Regions from separate parts of the Clupea harengus genome. Here region 1 is linked to region 2. Evidence: chromatin contacts called from public Hi-C data. All regions are on one chromosome and are shown on one strand. The core of a region is the stretch at or near the end of the contact, and the rest is flanking DNA. Distances in the headings are between cores, read along the strand shown. Region 1 holds the start of mctp2a (multiple C2 and transmembrane domain-containing protein 2). Region 2 holds the start of ttc23 (tetratricopeptide repeat protein 23).

Region 1 (5,197 bases), core at 1,038-3,537, 130 kb after region 2:
TTGTAAATATCCTAACATTGTGTAACTATCTGCATACAATATGTACAGGACACATTTTTTCCTTTATTTTATTTTGCAAATTTGGCTCATTAGACTGTCATCTGCATCAAATTCCCTTGATGACCAATAGGTATCAAAAAAAGTTGTTCCACAGCATCTCCCGCATACAAAAAAAAACAATGCATTCTGTAGCACTAGAACATGGGAGGTCTTTCTACTCCCTAGCAGGCTGCAGTGTTTGGCTTTCGTGTTCCTCACTACGAGTATGTTTCTCTTCACTCCATGCATCCAGCTTTGGTTAAGCTGGTCCCCTGCTTGCATCGTTTCTCGCCCCCATCCATCCATCCCTCCGCATATCAGTGAACCCTGAACCGGATTCAGTCCTGATCCGGCGTGGTTCAGCCGAGCCTGCGCCTGTTCAGGGCCGGATGGGTGTCCAGAGTGAGCTGCTATGGCCCATGCCCGCTACTCGACCAGGGGGGAAAGAGTCAGAAGATTCAGCAGCTACAGTCAGAGACCTAGACAAATGATGACAGACTTGACATGATCTCACTGCTGGATTGCACAAGTTTTTATTGTGAAACAAACAAAACAAAAGTTTGCTGTAAACAAAAGGAGTCTCTCTTTACATTTCCTATCTATTTCTGTGTGTGATGCCATAGCCAGATATAGTATATACCTCCCTTCTCTGTCCTCACAAACAAAACTAAACAGTGAGCTGTGCGGACAGCTTGCCATTAGCTGATATTGATCTATGCAGTCCTCAGACAAAATACAAGCCCATAGGCTGCCCTGGCTTTTCTGAAGTTATGTCTCTCTCTTCCTTAACTGTATGTAGTATACATGCTCAGGCATTGAACAGTGGGAAAATATGACTGTTAACCTCTTTCCCTTAAGTGCTTACATCTTTTCATTGGCAGAAATATCATATCATATACCATACAGATGGCAACAATTTGTATAGTCACCTCAGCATTTAAATTGTATTGATGTGAGCCTTTTAATCAGTAGCTGTAGATTTGCCCCAAGGAAATGTTCAGACGTCAGGCCATATGAATTTTTACTTATCGAGTCAATATTTTTGGAGACTTCATCAATCCGATCAACACAATCAAAGCCTTTTTATGTACTAAAGCAATAATGCCATAGCGTATGGTATGGCTTAATGGCACTATTAATATCATATCACCACAGCAGTTTGCTCCTGTTGTTCCTCACACACATACACACACACACACGCACGCGTACACACACACGCATGAGCACACACACACGCACGCACACGCACGCACGCACTTACACACACACACACACAGTGACTCACACACTCACTATGCACAAAATTCTCAATTGGGGATCAGGGACTTTCTCTAGTTTCATCATAAATGCACAGTCAATGGATGGCCTTATTCCAAAGAAACTGGTGACATGAATTAGAATTAATCACATGTGGCAGGAAAATCAGTCTAAGGATGCCCTCATTTTATCATTGTTCCACAAAAGCTTTTTGGCGCTGTCAGACTAGTATGCTCCACACCACAGGAAATACATAGCAAATCTAAAGAGACCCCAATGCTCCTTCGCTCTGTGTGCTGTGTCAGATATCATACACAACTGTTTAAATGTGAAAGGAAGGGATATGAGGAAAAACGAGGATGAAGGACTGTTTGTAGATGACTTTCTTCACTTTGCTGTGCAAGAGTACACTGCTTTGCTTAATGGCTTTTCTAAAACAGAACTATGTATTTGGTAATTGTTTGTAGTTACTAGTTCACTTCAAGAAGCTGTTTGCGGTTTGTCTGCTCAAACCGTTTGGCGGCACAAGCTGGACTTTGTTGCCATGAGTGAAACAACATGTTTCAGAAAAAAAAAAATCAAGAGAGAATTTTAAGTTAATCTGCATTATATTTCCCTTGAATGTGTTGTTTTATCTTCACTATACAATAAATATTCTAGTGAACTTTTTATCGAATGACTAAGATATTATGCTAGAGATTGTTGTACAAATTTGTATTCTGCATTCACTAAAGTAAAGATATTGGCTTTTACTGTGTAATATAGGTCCTCTCGCTTATTCTGTACAAACTGAAGTGAGCAATTCTGAATCTGATAAGACTTTGTGACGTCCAACATGTGAAGTCCCCAATAACAGAACCTGTCAGCTCAATTAAAATATCAATGTACTCCCAAATGATAATTCTATGTGCCTTCATGCTGGAGTGAGGCTGCAGCTTTTAAGTTTACTTCTGTCATATACAGTAAGCCTAGTGAAATACAGTGAAACACATAATCACATTTGTTTCTCTAAAACTCACTGACACATTTTTTGCCAGGTGTAGACATTCATTTGACTATAAAAATGTAACATATGACGATGAATATTAGACTACAGAGTTGTATCTATGATAAAGAAGTAAATTTCGAAGTAAAATACTGAATAAAGTGTCAGGTGCCACATTCTGGATGATAATTAAAGTGTCCGGCAGATGGAGCTAGAGATATCTGGCCCACCTTGGTCTCCTAAGTATGCTGGTCTGTCGCATAGGATGTTAAAATGGTATTTTCTTGAAGTGTAGCTTATGATCACACTATAACCCATCATATTCTTCGACCTATCATCACGGTCTTACAAGTCATTGCTCAAAGATGTTAAATTACAAACAATTTTGTGATTATGTGATTAATATAATAATTTGTATATAATATAATATAATAATAGTATAATTTGCTCTTCCAGTCAAGGTAGCAATTAGATTATATTACTTTACGAATACTGTCGTCTCATCATTAAATCGAAACCTACGACAACCAGAATGTTCTCTTCAGTGTACTTGTTAGGCCATTAAACGGCCGTAGCACTCTCACCCCGCCCTATCACCTGTGGACTGAAACTTGTCACACGAGGAAGTCGACAGGCAGTCACATAGTACAGATGCTCCAGATGTATCAGAACAGGTGAGATAGTCAACATTGGTTATCGCCGAGGACATCTTGGAATTAATTTAACAGAAAAGGAGGTAAGTTCACCGAAAAGGCTATTTCTTTGTGTGTTCATTAATTATAAGTATCTTGCTCATGTTCAACTCAGTCTACATACTTAGATATTAGGTTAGGATACACATTGGCACTGCCTATGCAATTCAAACTATAATTTCACAGGGCAAATAGAATTGGGTCAACGAGTATTTCACATGTAACCATTGCTAAAGTTCATAACACTACGTGTTGCCATGAAACCGATGATTTATAACAAATCTATAATTCTGAAGCACATCTCCAGTTAGGATACAAGTTAATTTGTACAACAACGACACATTCAACTTTTCAAAAATGAAGTGTGAGAGTAAGTGCTTCGGCAGTGTGAGATTTATCTAGGATTATGTGTGAGCAAGTGTCTGGATTCTACTTAGAGAGAAGATGGCTAACTACACTGGTATTTCCTGATGGTCCACTAACATACGGTCGCTCCGGTTGAAGTGAGGGCAATTTTACACCACCTCTTCAGAGCTGCCCCAGAAGATTCACTGGACATTACATATGGTTGATCTATTTCAAAATCAGAAACAGATGCTGCTTCATGGGGAGTTTTTCAAAATGATGTGAACTAATATGATACGAGAGTCAATTAGGTCGAAATGCCAGAGTGGTACCCTTGCAGAAAGTGAACACTGGTGTAGATTATAGGTAATTTGTCATCAGGTCACCACAAACGTAGATGCAGTTCAAATAAATACATATTTCTAAAGTTAATATTTATTAAATATTTTTCAGTAAGCAAGGCCATTCTTTTTCTGTGCTGGTATTTGTGTTTAGCTTAACTACATCACAGACAACACAACTGACAGTGACAGTGAATCTCATTTAAATTGCATGATTTACTTCAGGGACATTTTAAAAAGGCAGTGGGAGTACTCTCAACATGTTGTGGGCCTATAGAAAATTATTCTGCAACACATTTTGAGTTTTCACTTACTTCACATGTCTACAGTCAGTCAGTCTGTTTCCAAAGAAAAATGGTTCCTGTTTTTTGTTGCCACATTTCACCAACATAGCACATAAACAGCACTATTTGTTGCTTGCACTGCATTTGTCCCCTTTGACTAGTACACAACGGGAAACATAGTATGCACAGTATCTGTCCAAGCAGAAATTTGCTCTGTACTTCATTAACTATAATAATTGTATACACAATTCAAGCCTCTGTTACATTTGGAGGCTTTATTTAGGTTAGTACAAAATTAATATTTCCTGTCATGTTTGTTACAAAACCTGTGGCAAAGACCGGTGTGTCCAGTTTGCTTCTTTGCATTTGTCTAACACCCCCAAGCCCCCCCCCCCCCCCAGTCAACTCCAAATGTGTGAAACCATACAGATAACAGCAGCGACACAGCTATTTACAAAAGACTAGCCTTTCATCATACAATGGAAGGAACAGTTTCTCTCTCTCTCTCTCTCTCTCTCTCTCTCTCTCTCTCTCTCTCTCTCTCTCTCTGTCCCTCACCCTCACTCTCACAAAAAAAAACTTTCAACTGAGGCTTTAGGCTATCTTCCTTGCCAAATGTAAACTTAGTGCTAAATGATATTATGTCACCCCATACCCTTTTTCTGATCCTGTATCTTGCAAGAGAACATTCCTTTTGTATACTCTGACACTGGGCCCTAACTTCATTGACAGGTTACCGGCAACAAGCAAAGCGGTCGGCCGTGCATGAACTAAAGCTAATTTTAATAACTTGGTCAAATCGTTTTCCTAACCATGTGCAAGATCTTATGGACAAATATTGGTAGTCAGTGCAATGCTCCCATATACCACACAATAGCTTTAGCTCATGCGCGACGGACTTGCCTGTCAATAAGATTAGGGCCAACTATTTTATATCCTCAGAGCATTTCCTCATTTTCATCATTCCTTGCCTTCTTGGATGACTGTTGATGTACAGTGAGGCACAGCTCTAGAACCGGTCATTAGGTATGTTGCGTGTTGTAGGCAGGCCACAGAAACAGGTTTGTGCTTAGTAAAGTGTGAATCTTATTTTAAATGGGTATATAATAATTGTAATAGATCCACACCTAATTTTGTTGTGTCTTTAATTATATGTTTTTGCCTTATTTGTATCCTGTTTTAGGTACAGATTTCAATGTGAAAAGTCTTGCACATCACATTCAGCAAGATCCCATCCCCTCCATCAGTATGGAG
Region 2 (5,474 bases), core at 991-3,490:
AAGAAGGTCCCTCGCTCGTTTGATTTAAAAGTAGGAGTCAATGTTAGAAGAATGTCAACCTTCGTGACTCAGCATCGTGACTCAGCAAAATTAAATCTCACACACACACAGACACACACACACATGCGTGTGATTGTAATTGTGGATTTGTTCTTGATAAACCTTAGGCATGTCTGTATTGAGGTACCTTGATAAGTTTGTGGAAATTTCAAACTCAGTTTCAGTGCGTTCCTCTGGACTGACCCCTCCCAGCTCCCGTAGGTCTCCCAAGATTCCCTCTGCCTTCATGAAAAAGGACTCGGCTTCTACAGGGGTATATACAGTCAAGGGCTTTTCCTGTTTTGATCTCACGAAACACCTTCAATTCTTCCTAGAGGCTACTGTTCATTTAAAGTGGCCAGAAATCTATTTCTTCGAATATTGAGAATGAGTATAAACTTTCAGTAAGGTAAAAACACAGTCTTTGTGTATTCTTTCAGCTCACTTTGATTATTGCATACAAGAACATTCATATAAAATCATTATACTTTGGGGAAATACAACAATGTCTAGACTTCTAGACTAATCTGTCAAATTAGCCATTACACTACTACTGCAGCTTCTAGTCTCCAGTGTTCTGCTCCAAAGACTCCAAAGGATATTTTCCCAGGAGCAGGGCTGCTCCTCCCTGGGTCTGGTAGATACTGAGTATGCAGCTTAGCCTGGCAACCAGCTCCTCCTGGGGGGTGGAAGGGGGGAAGGAGAGGGGCAGGAGGGAGTGAGCTCTGGAGGCGTGCTCATGGGCCTGAGGCGCCCATCCTGGGGAACCGACACAAGACACAAAACACAAAACATTACAGCCTGCTGTCACATGCATGCTGTGTGAGGTTTTTGAGCAATTTTAAAAATATATATTTGCATAGAATACTGGCTGCTATGTAAAATACCACATTAACAAGGCAACTCTGTACCATATGTAAACCAAGACCATATAGTCTGCTATTAGCGCTAAAGTTCCCAAAGACTAAAAGTGAGTCTACAATGGCATGTGCATCCATGGTCTTACATCGCCAAAGTCAGTATCTTGTTCATGTTAACTGATACATTATGTGATCGTTTGCTGTAAAGCATATTGTGTGATTTTTTAAATATGAGTGGAAGTGTGAGATTACTTTGTAGGGATTTGGAGCATTTTTGATTATTTCTCCTTATTTCTCTTTAAGGAAAAGAGGGATTTTTTCATATTTTTTTTATTTGATGAGGTACTACATGCTAACAAGTAGTAAAAGTAGTTTTACAACACAAAACGAAGTTCGTTTGTTGTTTTTCATAATCATTACATTTGTAAGGTAATCAAAAAAGAAGGGGGAGTATCACCTTTGAACTTTAGGTATGCTTTGGCTAGTCTGGCATAGGCCTGAGCTATTGTAAAGTGTCCGTCTCCATACACTAGTCGACTGAGGGCCACAAGCCGCACTGTCTCTTGGATGCAAGCATCAAACTGAGAAGAGGGAGAAAGGGCACACAATGACACATTCAACATGAGCGGCACTGATCAGTGAGTAATGACTGTAAAAAGAAAAAAAGGTAGTCAGAAACACATTATGCTGTAAGTTGTATAATACAATTTCAACAGAAGTAAAAAATAAAAAAAAATCGTTCTAAACAAGTACGTTTACAACTCTGTCCTACCTGCTCGCTGTCAGCGAGGTCTTGTACTCGTCTGGTGCACTGTGCTAACTTCTGCTCTGTGGTCATCTCTGAAGAAACCATTTTGCCTGACCTCTGTGAGAGACACAGCCCTCCTTCACCCCGCAGAGATTCTCCAGAGCTCCCGCTACTGCTGCCAATGCTGCCGGACAATCCACAATCAAGAATTGTTATCTAGTTGTCTAATGAAAAGCTAAATGAGTTAGGAGAATACCTGTCTTCTAATGTAAAACTATTTTAAAGTAGAAAGTACTTGTCTGAGTGTGACATGCACTGACATAAAGGAGAAGATTTGGCAAGAAACACAATGGGATTACGTACGATTTTATTCTTCCACTCCAACGGCCAGCTATTGAATTTAATAGACGCTCGTTCATTGATACAAAAAAGAAACGAAGTCTAAGTGGTTATTTGAACTGACGCTTTTTCGGTCTGGATTTAATTATTATCAAAGATAAAGAATATCCCCAGTATAGTGCCGTACTAAAAATTCCACACGGTATGGCATTTCAGGCATTTTATGTCCGCAGAGAGTTGTAGTCGTTCTGGTTGATAGTGAAGTGTGTGCACTTTCCTGCAACTGTAACCAACATCAGAAGATGTCAACAAAGATTGCGATTGGTGTTCTACCTCCATCTGACCAGGTCACATGACCACTGCACATAACTGTGGGGCTTGTTCAAGAACCATACCCTCCAGAGACGTTGAAGGCGCCATGACAAGTAGCCTAGTAGGCTTATCGTGATAGGCCTATGCAATTTACGGTTTAAACCATTCAACAGACATTCCAGCTGGGGCTTTTGAGATCAGGTGTTCGTCAGTCAGTGAGTCAGAGTTCTTCAACTCGCGTAATAGTTAGACCAACACAAATGACGCAAACACAAATGAACTGGTTGCTGTCAGAGTGTAGGCTGTGACGGACATGTGCGGTGTATACATTTGCTGAATTTAATAATAACAATCTTGGTTTTGTATTGAGGGGTGTGTGTGTATGTATGTATGTGTGTGGATGAGACTGGAATGGATTCGGACGACATTTGCCCTGTAGCTGGAAGCTGTAGTGTTGGTTAAATGCAATTTAAGGATTGCTCTCCCCCACTGTCATTTTCTCTTTTTTAATTTACCTCCGAGCCCTCAGACGTAGACTAACAGCCTCAAGTAATGTAAAGGCTTCTTGGATAATCACATATTTAAACCATAAATAAGATGAATAAAACTGCTTGCCTTTCAGTGGACTTAGCAGCTCATAAACCCTTTATTTGAGAGGGAATCATCGAAGGGCATTAGGGAGGAAGGGGGATGGCAATACTTATTACACCATTACTCTCTGGTTAGAGGGAATTTTACGAGTTTATACTCAATTGGCCCAGGCGCATGAATACACACCGACCACAGTGTATTTATCTCACGTCAGGAAGAGGCTATCATTTTCCAATTGAGACATTTAATAAAAGTCCTCTCCAGCCAAGTGGAAATCTTGTTAGAAGAATATCTATCCATCATCACTTGCCAGACTCCTAAGGCCGGCGTAATTCTCCGTCTGGATTGGCCAAATTCCGCCTTTTGCAATGTCTGAGGCTTGTCTGTGGCCGCGCTTGGTGAAGCTCCAGTCAATTATCACCTCCAACTCATTGTTGTTGGCACAAGATAGCAAAAAGTGCTCAGTGAGGTGGATCACTGCACACCGTTTTTCACCGATAGAAGGCTTATAAATCGAGTTTGAAGGGACCTGCAGAATATAATAAGCGCAGAAACGCAGTATCATATCACTTGAAAGGTGAATAAATATGGCTATCCGTCCACTATATAGTTATACCAATATTCATAATACACTTACTACTTGCTGAAAAAGTTCCATTTGAAAAGATAAATAGTTGTTTTCCATTAGCTAATTTTACAATGCGCTGTTGAAAAGACCATGCACATATAAGCAATTGACACTGAGAAGGAAGGTCACTTTCTCTATGCATTCAGAGGACCAATAGGTGGCAGTAAAGTACCATTTGAGCTTCTTTTTGCCACTGTGTTGCCTGCATGTACCCTCTAACAGACTCATTCGTATTTACTGATGGATGATGGATTGTTTAGAGTAATTGAGTCTGCAGCTGTTTGTGCGCCTGCTAAGTATTTGATATAGTGGCCTGTTTCTCTCGTGTTCTTGTCCCATTCATTACAATGCCTCTAACAGACTGCATGTGTCACAGATGTGAGGGGGCCTCCCCAGGTAGTGACTGACTAGGGGACAGATCTGGTCCTTATGTGGTGCAGTTCTGAATGATCCCCACCGGACTGGGGCCATTTCCACTCTAGTATCAGTACTCATAAGTGTATACTCACCACACTCATGACAGAATTTTACATTTCTTCTTGTTTAACGGCATCTGCGTAAGCCATGACTTATCGCTGTTTAAGTTAAGGCTTAAACATGTTAAACCTTTATGTAGCACATGTAGGCCTTCTGCATAAGTCCATACACATATTCATTAGAATGCTTCAAATTTAAACGGACATCCGTGGAAAAAAAGAAAAAGGGAGAAGAATAATTTGGGCTTGTGGCAGAAAAGTGTAGGCTTACTCCAGGACTTAACACTTCAGATGGTAAAAAATGCAACACAGTGCCATATGATTTTCCTAGATGTATAGATTCTTGCTATTTCATGTCTGCTTTCTGTCTGATACATCTTTCAAATGCTTCCACATACATCTCCAAGCCTTCCGGGTGTTTCTATAATCCTTTAAGGTCAGTGGAGAGAGCTCTTCGTGGTAAAGGCTCTCACTTGGGTGAATAGTAGCTCATGACAAATACAGCCATGCGTTTAGAGGAAGAGGTATTGATTTTCAGCTGCAATGAACCTCCCACGCGCTGAGATAGATAAGGGAGAGAGTGCAAGAAAGAGAGGGGGAAGAGTGAGAGAAAGAACACACACTGAAGAATGGTGAAAGCCGGCGTCTACTTCTTTAGTTTGAATAATGCTCTGATCTGTGGCGGATCCAAGGTCCTAGGTTGCTATCATGCTATAGATTGCATGATTTCTAGGATACCTCAGTGTCAGATTATTATGTAATGGAAAGACACTCTGTTGCTTAGATCTTGCTTTCAGTGCTGTGGGGAAGATTATTGTGATATTCTCATCTTTTGATAGGATTTTGCAAGAATTATGCATTCATGGCTCTCAAGTACAAATCTGTTATCAGTTTTTGATTGTCATATCGTGCATGCAGTTATTCACTTTTTTTGTTTTCCGTAAAGGATTATTGTGTGTTGCTTGCAGTTTTTTCCAGTTATCGTAGAGTTACTGCACAAAAACAGCTTTGGCGATGCTATTTAATCAACTGTTGGCCTTTGTGTGAGAGTACTTGTGTCCTGGCGACATGTCGCTCTGGCCGCCTGATTCGCTGCCGGCAGAGCTATAATCTTCATCAGCCTGAGTGTCTCTCAAGAAAGTGGACTGTGTTCGGCATTAAGTGCTCCCTGCCAGGAAGGCATTCCTGTGTCATAACACATTATTAACCTTACCCCTGATATTGGTAGCATAACATCCGTTTACATAGTGGGACCAGCAAACAGTTCCTCCCTGTGGTCTGAAAGTGTATCTTTGACATGGCCGTCTGCCATGGACCCTTTCCCTGCATCGGATTGCTCAGTCGGAGAACGCCTCAAAGGGATGGTTATATGGGACGGAAACTCATGCCTCCCCTTGGATGCATCCGTCGTCAGACCAACAGCAGCGTTCAGGAACAACAACAGCAGGTTGTGTTTCCACAAACCCCCTACCTCTGCTGAA

What was found. A called contact is a pair of places that touch in the nucleus more often than the background predicts.
Region 1: a contact with region 2 is called in a Hi-C map of muscle, with 5 times the contacts expected there. The contact joins the promoter of mctp2a here to the promoter of ttc23 in region 2. A contact is called at or near these places in 2 of 2 Hi-C or Micro-C datasets (head and muscle).

Annotation. Positions count from the first base shown.
Region 1 is chr3:6,899,680-6,904,876 of Ch_v2.0.2, forward strand. It overlaps mctp2a (multiple C2 and transmembrane domain-containing protein 2), which reads left to right and starts at 2,288. Exons shown (of 24, transcript XM_031564419.2): 1 at 2,288-3,017; 2 at 5,127-5,197. The coding sequence starts at 5,192. It overlaps mef2aa (myocyte enhancer factor 2aa), which reads left to right. Exons shown (of 12, transcript XM_031564421.2): 12 at 1-2,191.
Region 2 is chr3:6,765,035-6,770,508 of Ch_v2.0.2, forward strand. ttc23 (tetratricopeptide repeat protein 23) reads right to left here and starts at 2,241. Exons shown (of 11, transcript XM_031564414.1): 1 at 2,011-2,241; 2 at 1,672-1,831; 3 at 1,357-1,480; 4 at 642-798; 5 at 188-313. The coding sequence starts at 2,066.